Regions from separate parts of the Callithrix jacchus genome. Here region 1 is linked to region 2. The links are chromatin contacts, called in public Hi-C maps. All regions are on one chromosome and are shown on one strand. The core of a region is the stretch at or near the end of the contact, and the rest is flanking DNA. Distances in the headings are between cores, read along the strand shown. Region 1 overlaps LOC144577514 (a long non-coding RNA gene). Region 2 has its middle 140 kb from the start of TMEM30B.

Region 1 (4,727 bases), core at 1,047-3,546, 87 kb before region 2:
AGGAACTAGTAAAATTGCCTGAGCCCATATAGTGTAGATTAGAAGCTTAAGTGCTAGTAGGGGCAAATTCTTTGATAGTCCTTTATGGAATATAGACTAGGGCTTATGGCTCAAAAGTTAGCACCTCCCAGTGACAACTGTGAAGCGTTTGAACCAGAGTGACTCCATCTCGAATAGGGGCTGGGTAAAGAATAAGGCTGAGACCTACTGGGCTGCCTTCCCAGGTGGTTAGGCATTCTTAGTCATAGGATGAGATAGGAGGTCAGCACAAGATACAGGTCACAAAGACCCTTCTGATAAAACAGGATGTAGTAAAGAAGCTGGCCAAAACCCACCGCAGCCAAGACAGCAATGAAAGTGACCTCTGGTCATCCTCGCTGCTCATTTTACACATATATTTTAATTATAATGCACTAGCATGCCAAAAGACACTCCTACCAGTGCCAGGACAATTTACAAATGCCATGGCAATGTCAGGAAGTTACCCTGAGGGGAAGAACCCTCAGTTCCGGGAATTGCCCACCTCTTTCCAGGAATACTCATGAATAATCCACCCCTTGTTTAGCATATAATCAAGAAATGGCTATTACTATATGCAGTCAAGCAGCCATGCTGCTGCTCTGCCTACGGAGTAGCCATTCTTTATTCCTTTACTTTAATAAACTTGCGTTCACTTTACTCTATGGACTTGCCCCAAATTCTTTCTTGCATGAGGTCCAAGAACCATCTCTTGGGGTCTGGACTGGGACCTTTTTCCAGTAACACAACTAGTAGGACTCTGGACTAGAGAATTTCCACTTGAGGGGCATTTGCCTTGCTATGGGACATTAAAGTAAGGTACCCTTATGACTAAAGCATATAAAATGATACTGAAACCCAAAATACCCATGATGTCTTGAGTGTTAGAAAATCACTCTAATGTGGACAGCAGTGCCCAGAAGAGTTCCTAATAAAATAAAAAGTTTTATACAGGGTCATGCTACCTGAGGAATTCAAGGAGATTCTCACAAGCAAGGAGCCACTTTCCCCCAGGACTGATCTGGAACTGTGTGAGGAGTTGCTGGACTCCTCCGTTGCTTGAACATGCCATATAAACAGCAGTCACCTGACTGACAAAGGGCTGCTTGGTTTGTGGTGGCAGTTCCATGGTGAGTGAACAACATACCATTGGGAATGATGCCACTCTGACTGAAGAAGGTAAAAACAAATTAGCTTGGTGAGCTGACTCGCATGTCGTTTTACTAGTGGTAATGGAAACAACTGAACAGTGCTAAAAGCCTCTAGGTTTGGGTTTGTACGGACTCACGGTCAGTGACCAAAGGCCTGATTGCATATGAGGGCAATGGAAACCTGGTCTATTAAAGGGATGCCCATATGGAGCGTGGTCCTTTGGAAATTACTACGGAAATTTAAGGGGTGCCTTAAAGTAGGTATCTCAATGCTCATCAGAAGAACTCCCTCCAGGTTCTAAAGGTGTCTGGAATCAATAAGTAAATAATCCCCATGTGCTTACTTAAGGGGGCCACTTGGGTACATAATGTGAGTAAATATGAGAGTCGTGCAGTAGTGCAGAGACAAGCTATCTAGACGTGTTCCTCTTGCATCCTCTGGGACACAAAATGCCAATAAAGACTGTTCTGTTTGCCAGCAAAAGAGGCAGAGACTGCCTATGGCTATGTGGCAGATCCCTGGTGGGAAGGCCCTGAACATAGCTGGCAAGTGAGACTGATGCTGGTGGCCCTGAAGGGCTATGAATGGGTCTTGACAGAAATAGACACTGACTCTGGATTTGGCTTTGCTTACAGAGTAGAAGATGCAAATGCTCAGGGTGCTATAAAAAACCAGAACAGATGATATTGCATGATTTTGGACAGCTGACCTTCATTTCTTTAGACCAAGGAACACACTGTACAGCAATGGGCAGAGAGTTACCCATCTCAGAGTAACAGTTGAATAGAGAAGTGGAACAAGATAATAAAATGTTGGTTGTCTAAGATAGGAGAGGTAAATGCATGCAGGGCTGGCTTGCATGCCTTCATGAGTATGTGCTCATGCTCAACATGAGAGGGACTAAAGGACTCTCCCCACTAGAGTTTCCTGTTTTCTGGTGGAGGTGGGGGAGAGTGGGTAAGGAGGGACGCCAGGATGACTATGCAGTTCTTACCCAGGGAGCAGCACACTGGTATAATGACTATATTTTGTTTTTCTCTCTTCCCTGCATCATCTCAATTATCCCCCCTTACCTAATGCAGTCAGTAGTCACAGGACCAGGGCTGTCATAACAAGTACTGGAAACAGGGATGATTCCCAAGCAAGAACTGGTACCTGTGTTTTTAAACCTTATGTCAGAATTCCTAAGGACCTAATAGGGGTGGGTTATGCCTTCATCCTATCTGGCAAAATTGGGGTTAACAGTGAATGCAGCTATTGCCTAGTGGCCAAAATAACTCACTAGCTCTGCACCTAAGTAATATTACCTTCTCTGACTAGGAATGGACTGAGGGAGAGGTATTTGCTAGACTAGTATTACACCTGTAGTACGACCAGCATAATATTCCTTCCAAACAGAAAATTTGAGTATAAATGCAGAGAAAGAGAAATAGTAGCCAAGGGTAAAACAATAAATAAATGGGTTATGGAGTAAGGGAAAACCAATGTATTAGTCTATTCTCATGCTGCTAAAACAGACATACCTAAGACTGGGTAATTTATAAAGGAAAGACGTTTAATTGACTCAGGTCGGCATGGCTGGGGAGGCCTCAGGAAACTTGTAATCATGATGAAACTTACAAACATGCCCTTCTTCACATGGCATGGCGGCAGCAAGGAGAAATGCCAAGCAAAAGGGGGAAGAGCCCTTTATAAAACCAGCAGATCTCGTGATAACTAACTCACTATCATGAGAACAGCATGAGGGTAACTGCCCTCATGATTAAATTGTCTCTCACCACACAAGAGGATTATGGGAATTCAAGATGAGATTTGGGTGGAGACACAGCCAAATCATATCATCCAATATTGTATTAATACCTTGAGAGAGGCTCAGAGAAAGAGATGACATTGTCTCTTATCTCAATTATATCATATCCTTAAAGTGTAAAATTATATGTTTTCTGAGACCACTCTGACCACTCTGGCTGTTTTTTTTCTTTTACCTTTTTTTTTTTTTTGAGATAGGGTCTCACTCTATCACCCAGAGTGGAGCACAGTGGTTTGATTATGGCTCACTGCAGTCTCAACGTTTTGGATTGAAGTAGTCCTCCTGCCTCAGTCTCCTGAGTAGCGAGGACTACAGGTATATACCACTATGCTTAGCTAATTTTTAAATTATTTGTAGAGACAAGGTCTCGCTGTGTTGTCTAGGCTGGCACTCTTGCTTTTAGAGGCTGATAGGATCAAATAGAAGTCTGCAAACCTGAGTGGCCTCACCCCGGGAGACACATTCATACCATATGACAGACTGGACAACCTGTTAATAATTGAATGGGATACTGGTAATATGGCACTATCTTTTGAGTTTTTATATTCTTTTGATGTAAGGGATCAGAGTTTGAAGAGTGGGACTGCACAGTGATACTATGAAATATATATTTGGTCTCTGTTTCCTGGCACATATAACTTTTAAAATCCTTGGAATTGCCAAAGTCTTTTGCTGTGCTAATGAGTAGACTGATGGTTGGCAACCCCTGGGTAGTATCAGGGTGAGGTATGGTCACATGAAGACCAAGGCATGATTAGAGGGTTGGGACTTTCACTTCCACTCCCTAACCTCAGGGGAAGGGAAAGGGCTTAAAGTTAAGTTGATCACCAATGGCCAATGATCTATTCAATTATGTCTATGTTACGAAGCTTTCAGAAAAACCTAAAAGGACTGGGTTTGTGGGAGGGGGAGCATCAAAGAAGGGGAAAAGGAATACTTTGACATACTGGGGATTCATTCCCCAACTCCAAAGGAAAGAAGCTCCAGCATTAGGGATACTTCCAGACGTTACCCTATGTATCTCTCCATATGGCTCTTCATTCGTATCATTTAAAATATCCTAGCCAAGCACGGTGGGTCATGCCTGTAATCCCACCACTTTGGGTGGCTGAAGTGGGTGGATCGCTTGAGCCCAGGAGTTTGAGACCAGCCTGGTCAACATGGTGAAACTCTGTCTCTACTAAAAATAAAACAATTAACTGGGCGTGGAGGTGCAAGCCCATAATCCCAGCTATTCAGGAGGCTGAGGCACAAGAATTGCTTGAACTCAGGAGGCATAGGTTGCAGTGAGCTGAGATTGTTCTACTGCACTCCAGCCTGGGTGACAGAGGAAGACTTGGTCTCAAAAATATAAAATAAAATATCCTTTATAATAAACTAATAAACATAAGTGTTTCCCTGTGTTCTGTGAGCCAGCCTAACAAATTAATCAAACTATAGGAGGAGATAGGGAATCCCTATTTATAGCAGAGGGGTCAGAAGCACAAGTGAAGCAACCTGAGGCTTGTGATTGGCATCTGAAGTTGGTCAGCTGGGGAGGCGGCTGTCTTGGGGACTGAACCTGTGGGATCCTCAACCTGTGGGATCTGATGCTGTGTCCAGGTAGAGAGTGTCAAGTTGAATTGAATCAGAGGACACCCAGCAGGTGTGTGGCTGGAGGATTACTTGCTTGGTGTGTGGGGAAACACTTCTGGTGTTAGCAGTGTTGTGTGACTGTGTACTGAGAGTATAGCAGGAAGAAGGGGAG
Region 2 (5,409 bases), core at 1,849-4,348:
ACATGCTTACCAGTGAAAATCTAATTTAGAGCTTTAAAAAGGTTTCATTTGAATTTTCAAAACCCAGACTTTTTGATAGGTACAGAGAAATATATTTTCAGTGTGCAATTTGACTGAATAAAGTAACTCTATGTCAACAAAATCAAATGTTGACCCTCTGAATATCTTTGTAGTAAATGAATGGCATTTTAAGAAACAGCAGGAAAAGGCAACATCCCAGTTTGGTGAAGAATTCGGGTTCTGGAATAAAGAGACCCAGGTTTATGCCCTGGCTCTGCCATTTACTAGCTGGGTGGTGCTAGGCAAGTTCCCCAACCTCCTTGAGTCTCATCTGTGAAATGGGGCAACAGAAGCTTCCCTGTAGAAGAATCCTTGTGATCGTTAAATGTGATGGTTAAAAGGGAAGTGTCTGGCATACTGCAGAGTCTGTGTTTCAAACTCTAGTAACAAAATGGCTACAAAATGTATAGTCTAGACAAGTAACAATATCTTTTAAAAATTAAACTAGGCTGAGTGCAGTGGCTCACACCGGTAAACACAGCACTTTGGGAGGATCCCTTGAGCTCAGGAGTTTGAGACCAGCCTGGGTAAAATATTAGGTTGGTGCAAACGTAATTGCAGTTTTGCCATTGAAAGTAATGGCAAAAACCACAATTACGTTTGCACCAAACAAGTAGTAAGACCCCCATCTCTACAGAAAGAAGAGAAAAGAAGGAAAGAAGGAGAAGAAAGAAAAAGAGAAAGAAAATAAAAAGGAGGAAAGAAAGAAGGAACAGAAAGAGAAAGAGAGAAAGAAAAAGGAAGGAAGGAAAGAGAGGAAGGAGGAAGGGAGAAGGGAGGGAAAGATGGAAGGAAGGAAAGTTAAACTAAATAAAGGTAATGGACATGATAGTATTATAGGCTATTTGTGTGTACTAACTGGTTTAGTTTGTATGCTTCAGAACAGTTAAACAAATAACTCTGTTTTCCTCCCTTTGCAGCTGACTACCCAGAGTTGCTCTGTCGGAAGCGGCTTGTTGCAAATCAACAACCACGTTCCAACGTGGGGCTCATCCACCCTGATTTGTTTTCTTGGCCCAGCCTATTAGTTTGAGGGCCAGTGCTCCCTGCCTGCCAGGCACAGCTACCTGTCACTAGGTTTCAGTTTCATTCCCTCCGGTGGATGATTACTAATCTTTCAAGCTGTCTCCTATGGCAGGGCCTACATTTTCTGTCACCCTCATCATTCCCCTCAAAATTGGTAAAAACCTATCCAGCCATTTTCACAAGATATGGTAAAGTCAAAGAAACAGAAACTTCACATCTAAAATACAATTTTGTTTGTTTATATTCCATGTGATCCTAAAATCAGATTTTATGTGATCAATATTTATGAACTTTGAAATTATCAATGGCCTTGAGAATGAGGATTCAATTTTTCATTTTTTTCTTTGACATCTCCTGCATGTCTCGAGCTCTGGGCCTGCCACCTGTGTACCTGTAGACATTGTCTTCCAATTCAGCTGCTACTTCTTAGCCCGGGACCACTATCCTATGAAATGAGGGGCAGAGGCAGGATCCCTGGGGCCAAGGACGCAGGGGAAACAGCAATATTCACCTCAAATGGACAAGCTCCTTGTGCTGAGGCATGGGCATGCTTTGGCTTCCTTCCACCTATAGGGTTCTGAACCTACCTGGGGTGCAGGGAAGTACACCAACCACAGGTCCACACCAAGGCCCTCAGCCCCTTCAGGCAGCTACAGCCAACCCTGGCCAAAGGCCAGGCCACTATGGAGCCCTGAACACCACATCCTCTGGGGCCACCCTTAGGAGGAAAGTTGTCTTCTTATAGCTGAAACTATGATGGGCTGAGCTAGCCTCTCTTCTATGATCAAAGCAGTGTGTTGAATATCAATAGTGACTGACACCCCCATTTCCCCTCTAGCCTAAGCATGCCCTGCAACAGGGGAAGAAAGGGTGGCTATTGACTGTCTCCAAGGTGCTTACACAAGATGCTTGGTGCTTCATATATATTATCTCATTTAATTCACAACCACCACTGGAATAAGGCATTTAAATCCCCATTTCATCACTGAGAAAGTTGAGGTTCAGAAAGTTTAAGTCACTTGACTGATGTCTTGTGGATTATAAGTGGCAGGGTCCAACCCAAGATTGAACAGTATGTTCATAATCAGACTGTTGCAGCAGACCAAGATGGGGGCACAGGTGGCAGGGGGCGGTGCCAAGGCTGATCCATAATCCCACCCTTGATGGACGGACACCTATATCAGGGTCACCGTGACTAGGTCTTTGTTCCACCGCCGAATGCGTGCACACACACACACACACACACACGTGCACACACACACGCACGCACGCACCACAGGGTGCCGGAGTAATGTGGCCGTTTTGATCTGCTCTGAGTTTCCTAACTCAAGCACTGAAGTCCTGGGCTCGGCTTGAATTCATCCTGGGCCGAGAGCTGGCTAGGCCTCAGCAACGCAGGGCCGTCCATCACTTATGTCCCAGGTCTGCTCCTCAGAGAGCTGGAGTTGACCACAACTGCCTTGGCACAGTTCCACTGTGAGGGAGTCACAAAACTGGCATTTAAGTCCGGAGCGGAAAAAACACCCCAAGCTTGTTCGTTTTTCTGACAGGTGCTGGAGCCCATGAAAGGTCAGATTCCAGCTCGCAGTCACATCCTGGCTTAGCCGGCTCCAAGCACACAAAGGCCTGTCTGTCTCGCCCCAGAGCAGGGAGTGGGGATGGAGGCCAAGGGCTTAAAATGGCCTCCTGATGGCCCGCTCCTGCTGATCCATTCCTTCACGCACATTGGCCTCAATGAAGCATTGGGAAACCCAGCTGCCGAGGATGTGTGAAACGGGAGGAATGAAGAAGAATGCAGGCTTTTTTCTTATTTGGAATTGCAAGAGATATTAACCCCCCGGCAGCCCATGAATCCATACCCTGACATCAGCCTGCTGTGGCTCATTTTGTAAGTGCCGTGGGACACTTCTGTTTCATGTTCAAAGCCTTGCCAGACTGGAAAATTGAGTGAGAGCTGTCCCTCCAAGCCCCCAGCAAGGATGCTGCGAAATGAAGGCATTTATTCTCTTCCTTGTTGGTGCATCAGGGATAGCTCAGAATTGCGGTGTTATTGGAACAGAGGGCGTGTGTTTAAATGCACGTAGCCGCATGCTTTCATCCAGGAAGGTTTATTTTTGCAGCCTTTATGAAAACATCCCCCAATTCAAAATGGCTCCAAGGATCCACAGTCCTGTATTTTAAGTTCCTCACCAGCAGCTGTAGGCCGAGGTTCTTTACGGATTCTAACTTCTTCAAAAGATCTCACCACCCTCTCTTGTCACATGACTCCTTCCCCTCCCTCTCTGTTACCTCCCCATAACTTTACGCCAACTTATGATGCTGACAGGAAGCCAAAAGTTACAGCGGCTGCTGCACATCATCCTTGTGAAGAAACCTGGGTGATATTGATCTTATAATAAAAACTTCAATTGAAAGCTTCTCTTAAAATAACAAGCTCAGAGTACCAATACCATTCTAAAACAAACAAACAAACAAAAAACCCAAAACATGCTTTTTGACATTAAAAAAACAGTGGTTTTGGCATAGTTTTTTCCTCACGAGTTGAAAATCTCGCCCTGATAAGAAACTTTCGCAGCAAAATAAGCCACAGATGACACTGGAGGCCTGGCCTCTTGTCCCAGCTGTATCATGGAGTTATTCAAATATGTTCATACTTAGATGATGGGGAAGCCCTAACTTTCTGAAGAGGTGATCACCAGCAGAAGACTGACTGCAGAGCGCTCCTGTGTAACCTGAATGTGTCCAATCCCTAAAAACCCTGTCCTTGCCACCCTCTGTTGTTAAGATTCCACCCCATCAGCCACACCCATGATTGACTCAGTGAACTTTTGCTCGCAGCCTATGTGAAAAGGCATAGTGTCCTTGAGGCCTGTCACACAGCCATTCTGTAATTTCACGTCTCCATCTCTCAACGGGTAACACACTCCCTCACTTCCCTAGGAGGCATATTGATGGCCATACCTACTATACGCCTACATTGTGCTAAGCTCTTTTCAGGCACGGTTGTATAATTTTTCCATCATTTTGTGATGTAAGTATGATATATCCCATCTTGTAGAATGTATCCCATTTTTATAGAAAAGGAACCTGAGGCTCAGAAAGGCCCCCTGATATGGTAGAGCGAGCACACAAGTCCATATCAATCTGACTCCAAAGACTGTGCTCTTAGACACCACGCTGTAGTGCCTCCCACCCTAACTGGAACTATGAGGAATAAATAACCTCTAATAATTTTTTAAAGAGCACAGTAGAAATGCTTTGGTGAAAATAACTACCATTCATTTTGGGCCTTCAGTACACGGTGGGAACTGCTAGGAGCTTTGTGTAAATCTCTTATAACATTCTCATAGGGTAGTATTCACGCCCCCATTTTACATGTTAGTGGCTTAATGACACAAAAGGCAAAACAAAATCCCAAGCTCAATCCAAGAGTAAGAGACGTTGGCAGTTCAGCTGGACTATGTACAATGTAAATGTGGCAGCACTCAGACGCCTTCCTGCTACATCTCGGTTACTTATTATTATACGAAATAATAACTATGGCATTTATTGAGCCTGGATGCCACATGCTTTAGGGCTCCCTTCCTGGTAGGCTGGTTATGCTTGGGGATGTCAGCTTTCCAAAAATGTGGTTCCTATGATTTCCAGACTGCCTGGGGCTCCGTGTGCATGTGCGTGTGCGTGTGCGTGTGTGTGTGTTGGCGCACACCCCGCGATGTGTGTCTGTCACACTGCAGGGAGCTTTTCTTCATTTAAACAGCCAATTAAAACCTACTTTGGCACTTAACGCATGTCACTGCTTCTCGGCACTCAGCTGGCTTCCCAGCAGGCCTTTAATTTGATAAAGAGCTTCTAATAATGACTAACAGAGGGCCCGGTAAGTTAATTAAACCTTGCCCTTTATTTTGCTTTCAAGGTGTGCCCTCCTCGTAAAAGCCCAAGGTTTGTGCTTGCAACTGACTTCAGACAATGTTCCATGCTTCAGTGAGAAAAGTATGTCTGTCATGTCCTGGCAAGTTACTCTTAAAGTCTCAATTTCAGCATCATGTCAGGCTTTCACGGCGGCCAGAAGCAGATGGAAAAAACCTCTGCACCCAATTGTAAGGAGGCCAGAGTTAGCAATGGAAGATGAGTTTCCTCTGAGAGTAGAACGCTGAAAGATGACCTGGCTGTCATATTGAACTCCGTTATCCCATTTCTTTAAAGTAATCTGAGAGTCCAGATGGGTTGTATAAACAGAAGAGGAGGTTTCTGGGAGTTCACTAGCTTAATGAAGCCCGTATGTTTGACTCATGTAATAAGTATTTAATCATGCTGATGAAA

Evidence for each region. A called contact is a pair of places that touch in the nucleus more often than the background predicts.
Region 1: a contact with region 2 is called in a Hi-C map of skeletal muscle, with 9 times the contacts expected there. The contact joins two enhancer-like sites. A contact is called at or near these places in 2 of 3 Hi-C or Micro-C datasets (both in skeletal muscle).

What each region holds. Positions count from the first base shown.
Region 1 is chr8:95,936,505-95,941,231 of calJac240_pri, reverse strand. All of the region lies in intron 1 of LOC144577514 (a long non-coding RNA gene), which reads right to left. Among named protein-coding and RNA genes, the nearest start is that of TMEM30B, 48 kb to the left of the region's middle. Within about 2 kb of position 2,296, at least 1 of the 16 cell types and tissues checked has an H3K27ac peak or open chromatin away from gene starts, as enhancers often do. A contact at or near this core is called in skeletal muscle, where this site is marked.
Region 2 is chr8:95,849,305-95,854,713 of calJac240_pri, reverse strand. No RefSeq gene overlaps it. Among named protein-coding and RNA genes, the nearest start is that of TMEM30B, 140 kb to the left of the region's middle. Within about 2 kb of position 3,098, at least 2 of the 16 cell types and tissues checked have an H3K27ac peak or open chromatin away from gene starts, as enhancers often do. A contact at or near this core is called in skeletal muscle, where this site is marked.